Regions from separate parts of the Mus musculus genome. Here region 2 is linked to region 1. Evidence: chromatin contacts called from public HiChIP or PLAC-seq data. All regions are on one chromosome and are shown on one strand. The core of a region is the stretch at or near the end of the contact, and the rest is flanking DNA. Distances in the headings are between cores, read along the strand shown.

Evidence for each region. HiChIP or PLAC-seq counts read pairs in DNA pulled down with a chosen protein or histone mark.
Region 2: a contact with region 1 is called in an H3K4me3 HiChIP or PLAC-seq map of bone marrow-derived macrophages, with 5 times the contacts expected there. The contact joins two enhancer-like sites. A contact is called at or near these places in 2 of 484 Hi-C or Micro-C datasets (bone marrow-derived macrophages and nephron progenitors) and 4 of 115 datasets of contacts at active chromatin or transcription factors (astrocytes, bone marrow-derived macrophages, cardiomyocytes and 1 more).

The regions. Positions count from the first base shown.
Region 1 is chr1:43,352,632-43,359,948 of GRCm38.p6, forward strand. No RefSeq gene overlaps it. Among named protein-coding and RNA genes, the nearest start is that of Nck2, 89 kb to the right of the region's middle. Within about 2 kb of position 5,725, at least 95 of the 459 cell types and tissues checked have an H3K27ac peak or open chromatin away from gene starts, as enhancers often do. A contact at or near this core is called in astrocytes, where this site is marked.
Region 2 is chr1:43,695,609-43,702,806 of GRCm38.p6, forward strand. It overlaps Gm38628 (a long non-coding RNA gene), which reads left to right. Exons shown (of 2, transcript XR_865403.1): 2 at 1-372. Among named protein-coding and RNA genes, the nearest start is that of Gm30634, 15 kb to the right of the region's middle. Within about 2 kb of position 3,118, at least 92 of the 459 cell types and tissues checked have an H3K27ac peak or open chromatin away from gene starts, as enhancers often do. A contact at or near this core is called in astrocytes, where this site is marked.

The sequences.
Region 1 (7,317 bases), core at 4,475-6,974:
ATTTCTTCATCCCTCAGGCCACTTGGGAGTTCACATGGACTGAGAAAACAACTGCTTTTTCATTGGCTGGTGTCTCTTTGGTACAACAGTCCACTCCACTTGTAAGATTTGTAATTTTTTTAAAATCAGGTTTGAATAAAAAAGACTTGACTGAAATCTTTATTGTTTATCAGACATTAATTTCAGTGTGGATAGGGAAGACTAACATAGGCTTTGTGACGATCTCTCGGAGACAGGTGAGTCAGCTTGGGGAAGGTGAGGCCAGAAGCCTTTCTGCTGCCAACGCAAGCAGAAATCATACCTGGAGAAGAGAGCAGCCCAAATATGCCCTTAAGTTTTTAAGTTTTATAGCCATAGCAGCAAGGGATACACATTTGGTCTTGTAGTAGTCAGTAACAGTGGGAAAGATGTGTTCCTGAAGACTTGCTGTTCAAAATGTAGCCCATACACCAGCAGCAGCAGCAGCAGCAGCAGCAGCAGCAGCAGCAGCAGCAGCAGCAGCAGCAGCAGCAGCAGCAGCAGCATCCTTTGAGCCTTCGAAGATGCCACCCTCCAGGCTGCACCCCAACACTGCTGAATCAAAAGTGCCTTTCTGAAAAGTCCTCAAGCTGCCACATTCTTGTACACCCTAGAGTTGATAAAATGACCAAGACAAGTTATCCTTGCTGGCACCTTAAACACCCCTTAGTCCTTCATCTGCTTGTCAACATATACTATCACCTTGAGGTACCTAGAGGAACCGATTCCAGATGCCACAGTCTATAGACACTCAAGTCCTTTTTATAAAAAGGCATGGTGCCTGCGTTTATCCTATGCATAGTTTCAGTAAAATTAACATCATCTGTAGATGTCTTACAAAAGTTAATGTAATGTGAATGCTGAGTAAAAGCTGTTACATTGCGTTCTCTGAGCGATGGTGACAAGAAAAAAAAATCAACATGTTCCTAAGAGATACAGAGCCGCTGGTTGGTTCCATAAACATAGATTCTTCAGGTCTGGAAGCTATGGATGTGAAGAGTTGTCGGGAAGGATATTTGCAGATGAATGGCGTTCTGTGTGTTGTTGACACCGGTGGCTGATGCCAGAATGGGCTTTGGGCAAGAGGCAGGTGGGAGGCAAGATTTCAGAGACAAATAGATCATCCTTGATAAGCAAGTTACACGCTTGGGAACTTCCTGCTGAGGTTTCCCTTAAGGCTCTGCGATATGAGTGCATAGAAATTCTTTCTACGTGTTTTGTGTATGTTCACGTGACACTCACCTGCTAAAAAGCCCACGTTGATTGAAAAAAGCGTAAACTTGCACTGTGACCCATACTGACTGCCTGAAGGCATATATTATCAAATGAGCTGGGACCGAGTTTGAAACAACTGTTGACATGATGCTCAGGAAACATTATAGTTTTTGTTTATGGCCTTTGGACATGTGCCTATTTAAAAGGCATTGAAGCATTCCTCTTGTTTAAATCACTTTTCATTTGTAAACTCTACTTCCACTTTTATCTTTCTTTTGATATTAGTATCCATATTATAAAATCTCTTAACTATAATTATCTACTGACTTTGCATCTTATGCATCTCAACAAACCCCTTGCTCTCTTAGTCACCAAACACCATGATGACAGAACTCTGGTGCCTACCCCCTTTTTGTTCCTCTGAAACAGAAAAGAAGAGCCTATGAGAAAGAAGGAATCTCCCCTATGGCATACCCTGGGCTTCATTCTTCAAGCAGCAACTGCTGTGGGTTTTATGATTAACGCATTCAGCAGCTCATTCACAGTGTAATTTGTTTTATCCACGGAGCAGGCCTTCATGGGTTTCTTAGGTCATTATTAGACTAATGGATGTCACAACCACAAGAAGTCTTTATATAAAGACTGGTAGTAAAATTAAGGGAGTTGTCTCACCCCACACACACTCAGGAGTGAATCAAAGAGGAAAACATAAAATCTAGACTGAAGTACTCTTTGAACCTGATACACTCAACATGTTTCCTAGCAGGCCAGCTGTTTGGCAGTCAGCATTCTCTCTTCATTGCTCTAAAAATTATTAACTGGCACCCAGTGGTTGAAATTTTTCCTATGTGTCTGTCTATGTATGAATGTAGTATCTATGTATGTATGTGTCTGTCTATCATTATGTATGTTTAATGTGTGGATGTCTTTAGTCTACATGTATGTCTGTGAACCATCTATGTGCCTGGTGCCCGTGAATACCAGAAGAGGGCACTGGATCATCTGGACCTGGAATTACAGCTGGTTGTAATGCGATGTGGGTGCTAGGAATCAAACTCAGGTCCTGTGGAAGAGCAGAAAGGGCTCTTAACTGCTGAGCCGTCTTTCCATCCCTCAAGGGTTGAGTTTTTGCCTTGATAGTTCCAATAGCAGACCCAGGTATATCAGGCCCTGGGAGTTGAGTCCTTGTGTATCTTAAAAGCAAGCCATACTTTTCCAACAGGCGCATGCCCTTTCTTACATGCTCAGATATTATCCTTAATAATATAATTCACCTATACGTAATCCAGCCAAAGAAATAGGAATTCTTGAAGGAAGAAAATGAAGACTTGCATGGAAATTAAGCCCAGTGCTTATGGAGAGATTGCTAGCTCTATTTCTCTACTAATTTATTTTTTCAAATGTAATACATTACAAATAAACACTGAAGCTTTTAAAGGTTCAGCTGCCAAAATCTATTAAAGGAGGATGTTAGGATAAAGTCTTACAAAATACAACGATGGTGAGTAATAAACAAATGTGGTTTGTAAAAGAAGTGTCTGTATAGAACACCTAGAGAAGTCACTGCATTTATTTTTAAATGAGAATTAAAACTAGAATGTACTGTGTAATGAAAATAGACAAATGATGAATAAATAAGACTCAGTGCTATAAAGGGTAATGTGAATCACTCTCACCAACTCTTAAAATGAGACTGCTCAGGCAATTAAAAGCTTTAAAAGAAATTGGCCCATATGTGTCAAGAGCCCTAAAAACAATTAATGCCTTTAAAACCAATGATCCCACTTCTACTAATTTATCTTAAATAAGTAATCATGTACTTAGGTTGGGAGTGTGTAGATCAGTAGTATGACTTTCGTCTATCATGCACTAGGCTATGGGTTTCATTCTTTAGATTACCCTTCTAAAAATTATAGCTGGTTTTGGTCATGTGACCAGGATTAGGGAGATAGATCAGTAATAGAGTGCTTACCTAGCATGTCTGATATGTCATATATATGATGTCTGTGCACTGTTTGTGTCACCAGTGCCCATGGAGACCAGAAGAAGGAATTGGATCTTCTGGAATTGGAAACTATAGCCAGTTATTACATGCCAAGGTGCTGGAAATTAAACCTACATCCTGTGGAAGAGCAGCAAGTGCTCTTAATGGCTGAATCATCTCTCCATCCACCAAGAGCTGAGTTTTTGGCTTGATGGTCCCATTATACACATGTGTATCTCTTCATATGTATATATATGTGTGTGTTTGTGTGTGTGTGTAGATATATAGATATGCACACACATCTATATGTTATGGACTTCTTTATTTTTCTATCTCTCTCTCAAATACACACACTCACACATGGATGGTCAGTCTTCCAGATCCATGAATTCTATATCTGTTGATTTAACCAACTGCAGAGTAAACATCCAACTCCCTGCCCCTTTCTTTGTGAATTGAACCCAGAGCCTGTACATTATCCAAGTGTTCTACCATTGACCTATACTCCTATCCAGCCCGAAAACATTCTTTAAAAAATTATGTCTGTATGGAACTTATTGCAGAACTCTTTTTCTTGTTATTGTCTAAAATACAACATCTTTTTATGTGGTTGTTATTATAAGCAATTTGGAGAGGATTTAAAGTATAAGAGTGGATTGTGTAGGTTATATGCAAATACTACTCCATTTTGTATGACAGATTTTATCATTCACAGATATTGTTATCTGAAAGAGTCCTAAAATAATTCTACAAGAATGATGAAACACCACACACACACACAGAGGCAGAGAGAGACACACACAGAGAGAGAAGCTACTATAAAGACTGAACACTTAATGATAATAAGTGTAATCTATACTTATTATCTATTTCACTTTAAAATCTAAAAATAAAAAAGGAAGCTTATGAAATTACATATACAAATGATGCCATTTTGTTTATAAACTATATGCTCATAGTTTTAAATTAAAGGCAATAGTGAAATATATCAGAATATGGTTAAAGCTTTGGGGGTTTATTTTTGTCTTTTATGCATTTGTTTACCTTTCTAATTTTTGTAATGACTATGGGAATTGCATTTATGAGGAAAACATTCATTTTGAAATGTGCTAACAGGAGGCAAACACTACACACACACACATACAAATACACACATACACAATAAACACACACACACCACTACCACCACCATAATTCGGAAACAGCTGGGTGATGTTTTCTAGTCCAAAATGAAACAGTGGTGGTTAAAAATGTCAGGTTCTGAAAACAGTGTTCATTTATGAGTCAGGAAACATATGGGACCACATAGTGTCACAAAGAAGTGTCTCCCAAAGGCCTATCTCCACATCACTTTTATTCTGTATAAAGAACAATCTATCAGTCTGAGGTTGCACAGATGGACCTATTAATACTGATGATGCAACCTCGTCCTTTGTTAGTGTTCCAGTTTTTAATTCTCCTGCATTCTCCTAGTAACGTTGTATAGCACCCTCTCTGCAGTTAATAGCTTCCTCTACAAGTCAAAATGAAAAACCCAATCCAGGCTAGAGTTAATATCTGATAGTGCCAGGATGGTCTGTTTCTACTTTAGAATCAACGTACCCCCCAAAACAGGAGGTTTACTGACAGGTACAGATGCATTCCAAAATGTCTGCACCTTCAGTAACCATCAACCTTCTTCCATGGATGTCATAATTAATTTTGTTCTCAGTTAAACAACATACCAACAACAGGTGACTGCTCTTCTCGTCAACATCCCCCAAGCACTGGCAGTTCCTTTGTTCAACTCTCCCGGGTTTTCTGAAATACAAGTGTGTGGATGGAGTTGGAACATTGCACAGAGGAGAGAGTGGCAACTGGATGAACAGAACATGGGTACATGTATAGTTCAAAAATCACACTCAGACTTATAAAAAAATACATTGTTCTTATTTTTTAAAAGATTTATTTATTTATTATATGTAAGTACACTGTAGCTGTCCTCAGATACTCCAGAAGAAGGCATCAGATTTTGTTACAGATGGTTGTGAGCCACCATGAGGTTGCTGGGATTTGAACTCGGGACCTTCGGAAGAGCAGTCGGTGCTCTTAACCACTGAGCCACCAGCCCACTACAGTGTTCTTATAAATGACATTTTAAAAATCAACCCTTTTGTGAACCTAAAATATCATGTGAGGAATATAATATTGAAAAATATTCAAAAGCTTAGGATTTCACATACAAAAATAACATTCTTTTTAATTAAAATATTAGTAAGAGCTGGAAAAAGTGATCTAGAAAAATTATTAAATTTAAAAAACAATGTATGTTAATGAAACCAGGAAAAGAACATCGCTTTTTCTCTAGAAAGAGCATTAGGGATTTAAATAACCATATGTTTATTTTGACTTTTAAAAAAATGGGTCATAGATGCCAAAGAAAGCCAGGGTGCTGTTTGGCTGTATCAAATAAGAGTACAGTGTCCAGGAGACAGGCAACAATAGGCACATTGTTCGTTCCCTGGTTGGCGTGCAGCCCATCTGTAACCAGCTGACAAATGAGGCCTGCCAGGCACAGGACCCACTAGAGCGTGTCAAGCAAGAAGCAGATGCTGAGGGTTTACTCTAGAATCCTCCTCAGACACTCAGTTCACGGGTGTGCAAGTCCCCTGTACCAAATAGTGTGGTGTTTATATGTGACCTGCTCTCATTCTCCTGTAAGCTGTAGCACCGTGACATGTAATCGCATGTGAATTCTGTGTAATTAGTAGACATGCCGCTGTCTTACTTGGGGAGTCAGGAAAATCAAACTGTCTGGTAGAGATGTGGGTTTCTTTCAGTTCTTTTCATTCTGGACTTGGCTTAATCTGTAGGTTCAAACCTATGGATAAGGATATTGAACTGTGACATTAGCAGGATGTTACTGCTAGTGAAGGGCTTTGCAAACTTTCTTAGACAACCCGTAAGCTTACCAATGATTGTCTTAGCCCAGAGTGAGGCCTTGGGGGTAGGATGAGAGCCAGGACCCTCCTGTCCCGTTTGCTAGTGTAACGTAACAAGAGCACACAGCTTTACCACTTCATTCTCATTGAAAGTAGGCATCATCACCTGCTCCTTGGGTGTCAGTGTGGATCAAATTGAGGAATAAAATTCCTTTAAGTACCTATTATTTGTAAAGAACAATCAATACTCAGCCATAACTATGAAGAAGGATTAAATTATATCAATCCTGATACTACAGAGTTTATTGTGTGGTTTGGGAGAAAATAGACGATATACAAGTTTCTCTTTGTCTGTTGTTCAAATTTCTGTGGTTTCAGTTCCCGTGTGGTCAGTCATGAATGAAATGTATAGTATATAATAAAAATGAGAGAAGGGTCCCATTCGTGTCATTTTTATTATACTGTTATAATTCATTACTATTGATGTTAATATCTTACTGCTCATAATTTATCAAGTAAGATTTATCACAGGTATACATGCATAGAAAGGCATATAGTATATATCGGGTTCAATTCTATGTGTGGTCTCAGAATGCACTGGAGGGCAGCATCTTCGAATTTGTTCCTCATGGCTAGAGAGACTACTGAACAGGTGAACATAATTCCAATGTAAGGTAACTTATAAAATGATTTTAGGTGGGTTTTTGAGGTGGGGAGACTGGCTGGAGTGATAGGGCACACTGAAAATTTGCAGACTGAAGGAGGCACAAAGAAAGTGTGAAAAACAAAAATTTACCAAACACAAGACTGAACTAGGTGAAAAAGGCAAGCCACTGATCAGGCTCCATGCTAAATCCTTTAGTCAATGATCCTTACAGGGTCCTGGCATAATGGGAGATAGATTCATTAGTAAGGAGTTGACTTTCAATGTCAATGGTAAGGAAGGGCATGAGGCATAGTGACACCAACCTGAAATCTCAATATTTGTCTCATCACTGTGTGAGCTCCCTAGATTACCAACCCCCCGTCCCCCCAGGCCTGAGTATAACAGTCTACCACACACCCAGACCGTGCAGAGTCCATTCTCCTAGGCCACACCCATCCATAGCTTGGTGGCATTTGGTAACATGGGCCACTGGTCCACAATAGTGTCTATGTAGCTGAACATAGAAGAGACCG
Region 2 (7,198 bases), core at 1,868-4,367, 340 kb after region 1:
ATCAGCTCCTTCTGCAGGAGAAGAAACAGGATCACTTACAAGGGAAAAAAATAGCCATATTCCACCAGGCGGTCACTTCACAGCAGGCTTCACATCGTAGAGTAAGCACAGAACTATGCAGCAGTAGACAGAACAGGTTTAAAAAATGTTTAGAAGCTGAACAGCCTGGTAGCTGGGGGGAAGAAGTCTGCAAGCAGGAACTGGGAGGGGATAGCATTTGGGATGTAAATAAATAAGTAAATTAATTAATTAATGAAGATGTATGCTCTCAGCTTCTCCTGCCACCTGCCCACTGCTTGTTGTTATTCTTCTCCATCATGATGGACTCAGCCTTCTGGAACTATAAGCCCAAATAAACTCTTCTTTCTATAAGTTGCCTTTGCTGCATTATTTTATTACAGCAACACAAAGTAACAAATGCAGAAGTTGAAACCACAGAGTTGCTATTGGTGTGAAGAAGAACCTAACCATGTTGTTTTGTCCAGGATCATGGACAGCTTTGGAACTTTGAACTAGGAAAGCAGTTGCAAATAGTTGTCAGTGATGGATCCATTTTATACTTCTAATTCAGGATTCTATAAGCCATTTACATATTCAAAAACTAAAACGAAAAAAAGTTTTAAACAATCCTAAAATCGGATGCATGCGTAACTGGCGCTGCTTTTATAAGATGAACAACACAAGGATGCAGGTAGAGCCATCTGCAACCTCGAGTTTCCCACTTGTCCACTTTGTTCCCAGAAATAATGACTCTGAGACTTAATAGTTCATGAATAAATGTCTAGGCTAAAATCTTCGCTTGTTCCCCAACTAGCTTATAGCTTAACTGCCCATGTATTCTATTTTAAGTCATGCCACAAGGCTGGACACCTGGTCCCCAATCTCATGAACCATCTTCTTACACTTGACTCTCTTCCCAGAATCCTCTCTCTCTCTCATTCTCTCTCTCTCTCTCTCTCTCTGATAGATTTTCCACTTTTTTTGTTTTTTTGTTTTTGTTTTGTTTTATTCGAGACAGGGTTTCTCTGTATAGTCCTGGCTGTCTTGGAACTCACTCTGTAGACCAGGCTGGCCTTGAACTCAGAAACCCACCTGCCCCTGCCTCCCAAGTGCTGGGATTACAGGCATGCGCCACCACTGCCAGGCCAAACAATCTCTTTCATAGAGTGAAATTACTGATATCTATAGGTTGTTTGAGGCCATATTCAGCTTCCTTGGAAAGTACATTGTTTGGAATGAGTTATGTGTGTAGCCTGAAATAGGTGGGTGTCTTAGGTTGCTAGATTCATTGTTAGAAGAGGAGACTGTACACAGACCTGCAAATAGGGGCCCTAGATATATTGTTAGAAGGAGAGTGTGTGTACACACTACCTGCAGGTGGGGACTAGGCTGACAAGCACATTAATGGAAAAAAAGTCTGACATATAACCTATGTCAGATGGATTCCCAAGTTGCTAAGTGATTTTCTGTGCTTGCTTACCTTAACCACACACACAAGCACCAGTTTGATCACGTTAGGAAATGTTGACATTTCCTACATCTAGAAAATTCCTTTTGTTCAACTACTCCCAAACATGGCACCACAGTTTAACTTTGCCTGGTCTAGAACTTTGTGCAAAACAGAATCATAGAGCATACACACCAGGTTTCTTTTACATCCAGAGGCATCCTGACATCCATGGCTTAGCTCTTACTGTTTCTGTTCTCCATGACCTACTACAGTACACAATTACTCAATGGGAATGATCAGAAATAAGCAAATCATTAGTTATAAACTAAACACTATTCTGGGTGGTTTGAGGAAAATTTTGAGGTCCATCCCTCCTGGGAAATGAGCTGCCCCTTTATGCAGAATACTCATATTGCCTATCAAATCAATGGTGTTGCAGGACACACCTTCAAGTGACCCCATTCTAAGTTTGATCCCAAAGGACAAGAGTGGTGGCTGTGGGGGCTGGAGAGATGGCTCAGTGGTTAAGAGCACCGACTGCTCTTCTGAAGGTCCTGAGTTCAAATCCCAGCAACCACATGGTGGCTCACAACCATCTGTAATGAGATCTGACGCCCTTTTCTGGTGCATCTGAAGACAGCTACAGTGTACTTAGATATAATAATAAATAAATCTTAAAAAATTATTTATTAAAAAAAAAGAGTGGTGGCTGTGATTGTCCTGGTTGATAATTCATTATTCCTGTTCATCTCTTATTATACCTGAGAGCTGGAGAGATGGCTCAGCACTTAAGGGCATTTTTGTTTTTATAGAAGATTTGGGTTTGGTTCCCAGTACAAAATGATGGCCAATAACCATCCGTAACTCCAGTTCCAAGGGATCTGACACCCTATTGTGACTTCTATGGGCCCTAGGCACATATGTGATACATGTAAATGAAGACAGGAAAAATACTTATACACATAAAAATAATAAATCTTTTTTAAAATCTCTTATTGTACTTAATTTACCAATTAACCTTATGAAAAGTACATATGATAAAAAGACATTGCATATATAGAATTTGGATATCTATTTTTGGGTGTCCACTGTGGGGCTTGAAATGTTTTACCCATAGACTTTGGAGGAGTCTACTGTAACAAGGTATTTTGAGATTCCTCTGCATCACTTCAGGTGAAATTAAAAACCTAAAATTCATAATTTTGGAACCCAAAAATTATCGGCTTTAAAATGAATAGATGTGGATTTTGGAGAATAGGAGGATATTTAGGTCAGCTGGGAGTCTGATCTTGACTCAAGCTGTGGAATGTGGTTGTATAGGTCATTGAGGACATTAGTAACAGTAAGCGATATGGGAAAGAGGAAAGAATAGAAGGAAGCGAGTGAAAGGAGCCAGGTAAGCGAATGGACAGAAGTATCCTGCTAGATTCAGCCCTTGTCTCCCCTTTATTTTCTGCTCTGTGCCATTCTCTGCAGATGAAGCATAGTTGTACAAACAGATATATGCTTGGAATGTAGCAGGGAGGAGGGAACCAAGCAAGCCAGCTACTGCTGAGAAACAGGAACAACGTATGTGCCTGAAATAGAAGGGCATGCCTCCCCTGTGGGAATTCTTGAGAGCTCGTCAGGCACAGCTGCAGCTCTGACACTTGGACTGTGCACACAGGAGCCTGGCCGGGCTCTCAGCCAGTCACTTTGCTGCAGCATTCTCTTTGTTCCAGTCCTGGCCTGGCCTAAGTCACCTTGGAAACGAATGGGTCTATAAAACTAATGACAAAAAAAAAAAAAAAAAGCTGTACATAAACCCTGTGTGATCATGGGCCCATGGAAGACTAGCCAAACTGTGGGCCTGACAGAGTAGGGACTCATTTCTAAGCACCATGGCAACCTAGATTTGCTTGAGGCAGTTCTGTGCCTTGCAAGTCCCACTCTGCCATGCTATAACTTGTGCACTGCCTGATCCCCCATTCCAGCATCAAGGCCCTTCTGGGTTGCATCAGACTTCTGGGAATTCAGAGCTATTTCAGAAGGATGGAGAGTGAATGGGTTATCTTTGGCCCTTTATTTACAGCAAGCAAAGCTGTGCCAGTGGGAATCCTACCTGATCTGATAGATTCCCATCAGACATAGAGTTTTGCACCTTTGCCTGCATTTTTTATAAGAAGGGTTTTTTTGTTTTTGTTGTTTTTGTTTGTTTTTGGCTAGGGTCAAGTGCATCCTCTGTTCTGTTCCTTTTTTTTTTTTTTTTTTTTTTTTTTTTGTCACTATAGTTTTCTTTTTCCTGATGTACACTCAGGTCACTTTCTACACAACCTGATGCTTCTATCCACATGCCACCAAAGTTTCCAGGTTCTGACACTGAGGGACAGCTGCTTTCCACTAAGCCTTTGGCCTCACTCAAGCGTCACTTTGAAAATCAATGTAAAATCAAGAGCTAGTGATACATTGTTCCGTGCTCTAACTTGACCACATTCCAATAAGGACAAACAGGGACATCAGTGTGATAAGAACAGATTCCCACAAGAGTGGCTGGAATCCAAAAACAAGAAATAATAACTTTTACAAAGGGTGTGGTGGAACTATCTTTTACTGTTGCTGGGAAGTCATTTCAGGAGACAAACAGGCTAAATATACTCTTACCACTGTGAGGCATTTACTCAACTGACTTGAAAACTTATGCACACACAAAAATTCCCAAGCAAATGCTTATAGTAGTCTTATTGTCCAAATGTGGAAGCAACCCATGGATATTGTATGGATATACCACTGAGTGTTTATTCATTAACACGTGAATAATGAATAACACATGTTAATGAATAAACACTCAGTGGTATATCCATACAATAGAACACTATTCAACAATTAAAAAGGAAAATATCATCAATCCAAACTAGAACATGAATTGATATTAAATCCATATCAGTAAAGAAAAAAGACAATATAAAAGGCTATAATAATACTATATTAATTAGGTTTATGTAACAGTTTGGTAAAGGAAAATAGAATAGTGTTCTTGAGGAGTTTAGGAAGGAAGAAGGCTAACCAGGAGAACCACAAGGGATCATTTTAGGGCCGTGAAACTATTTTGTGTGATATTGTAGTGGCAGAAATACACTTTTCAAAACCCATAGAATTTTACAGTACAAAGAGCAGATTTTTAATATATAGGATAAGAAGGAAAGAGAGAGAGAGAGAGAGAGAGAGAGAGAGAGAGAGAGAGAACAAGAAAGAAAGGAAGAAAGAAAGAAAGAACAAGAAAGGAAGAAAGAGGATAAAATCCTCTGCAGCTTGAACTACTGAATTAGAAGGAAATTTTTTTAATGCAATTTGCTCATGAAGACAACATACTACTGAGGAAATCAAGGGAAATTCATAGTGTTTGATGCCCGATACAACTAACTTGAAATAAAGCATTTTTGGAGTAGAGAATAATGAAAAGGTGGCAAAACCCAAGTTCATCAGGGAAATAGCTAAATACAAGTTGTGTTCAGGGGCCATGTAGTATTCCATGTTTGGAATGTAATTAGTAAAAATGTATAAGGAACAATGCAAGCCCTGGCACTATAAAAAGCAATCAAATTGTTGAGACCTTTAAGTAACAGGGTTTTTTTCATTTTGTTTTGTTTTATTGTTTTTTGTTTTTTTCATTTTGTAAAATAGAAATGCTATTTAAATATATGAGTAAAATTAATAAAACATGATTTTGGAAGAAAGAAAGAAACAAAGAAAGAGAAAGAGAAAGAGGAAAGAGAAAGAGAAAGAGAAAGAGAAAGAGAAAGAGAAAGATAAAGAGAAAGAGAAAGAGAAAGAGAAAGAGGAAGAGGAAGAGGAAGAGGAAGAGGAAGAGGAAGAGGAAGAAAGAGAAAGAGAAAGAGAAAGAGAAAAAGAAAGAGAAAGAAAGAGAAAGAAAGGAAGAAAGGAAGGAAGAGAAAGAAAGAAAGAAGAAAGGAAGGAAGGAAGGAGGAAGGAAGGAAAGAAAGGAAGGAAGGAAAGAAGGAAGAAAAGAAGGAAGAGAGAGAGAAAGAGAAGAAAATGGAGAAATTACATAATATACTGAGGCAGAACTCTTCGTGTGATGTGTGGTGGCTTGAATAAGAATGTCCCTTAGGCTCCTATATTTAAGTGCTTAGTCATCACTGAGTAGAACTCTTTGAAAGGCTTAGAATGAAGAGGTGTGGCCTTGTTGACTGTGGGTGAGATCAGGATGTAGTTCTCAGATACTGCTCTATCACCTGCCTTCTTGTCACCATGCTCCCTGCCATGATGATAACGGGCTAACCCTCTGAAACTGTAAAGAAACCCCCAATTACATATTTTCTTTTATATGAATCACCTCGGTTGTGATGTCTCTTCACAGCAATGGAACGGTGACTAAAACAGGATGTAACTAGATTACAGATATATGGCATGATCCCACTTCAGGGGCAGAAGAGGATGCTGACCTAAGTAACTTTAGAAATCGTTGAAGTTTATAAGACTAAGAACAAGAGAAATTATATATGATTAATATATTTTGGTAGATAAAGTGTTTCTCACACACAGTAAAAGCCAACAACTGGTACTTTTGTACATATATACTTGAATTTAAAGAACAGGAGCAAGAGAGTGGGATGGGGATGCAAGTTTCTGACTGTTCAGATGGTTGGCTAATGCACAAGAAGGAAGGTAAGAATATCCCCTGTGTGACTTCAGGAGAGTTAGCATGAAACATTGGTGTGTATTACGTTTGTTTTTATATATATGTGTATTTGTATGTGGTACATATGTGTAGATCTGAATGTTCAGATGTATGGGTGTGTGTGTGCACACACGCATGTGTGGAAAGGATCAAAGTTGATGTTGAGTCTTCCTCAATGACTTTCTACTGTATTCATTGAGGCAGGGTCTGTCAGTTGAACCCAGGCATCACCAACACAGCTAATCCAGACAGCCAGATTGCTGTCAAGCACTGAATTACAGGTGGACCACCATACTTACCTAGCTTCTATGTGGGCTCTGAACTCCGGTCTACACAATTGCTGTATGTTAACTGCAAATATGTTAACTGTTTACCAATCTCTCCAGCCACAGAGAAGTAATCAGATATAGTTCCAAACATGGGGACACACACACACAAGCTTTGTCTATTAAGAGGGTCTAAAGCTCATGAGCACACCTTCCTTTCTAATTCATTCCCCCAATGAAAGGAAACAGGAGTGGGATCTGTGATGGTCTGAATAAGATGTGCCCCATAGTCAGGGGCATCTGAATACTGGTACCCAGTGGATGATGGTGTTTGGGAAGGCTTGTTGGAGGAGATATGGCACTGGAGGCAGGACTTTGTAGTGTGTGTTCGCTGTTTCTTGTGTGTCAAGATGTCATCTCAGTTTCCAGCTCCAGTCACCATGTTTCTGCTTTGCCGTATAGATTCTTATACCTCTGGTACCATAATTCCCCAAACATCTTTCTTCTATAAGTTGCCTTGGTTATGCTGTTCTAGCACAGCAACAGAAAATTAACTGATACAGGATCCTTGGAGAAGTGGGTGAATTTGAGGCTGAGGCAGACAGTACACATGAGGATGAGCCATACCATCTTACCATGCCAGAAAATAAGGAGGAGCTCAAAAATAATGATACAATGTGCTGATTGATATTTATTATAATTACAATCATCTAGAAAGTGAACTTCTGGACATGTCTATGAATGAGTTTCACTTGCACGTGCCTGACTCGCCAGCAAGAACGATGCTGCAACAGGATCCTTCTG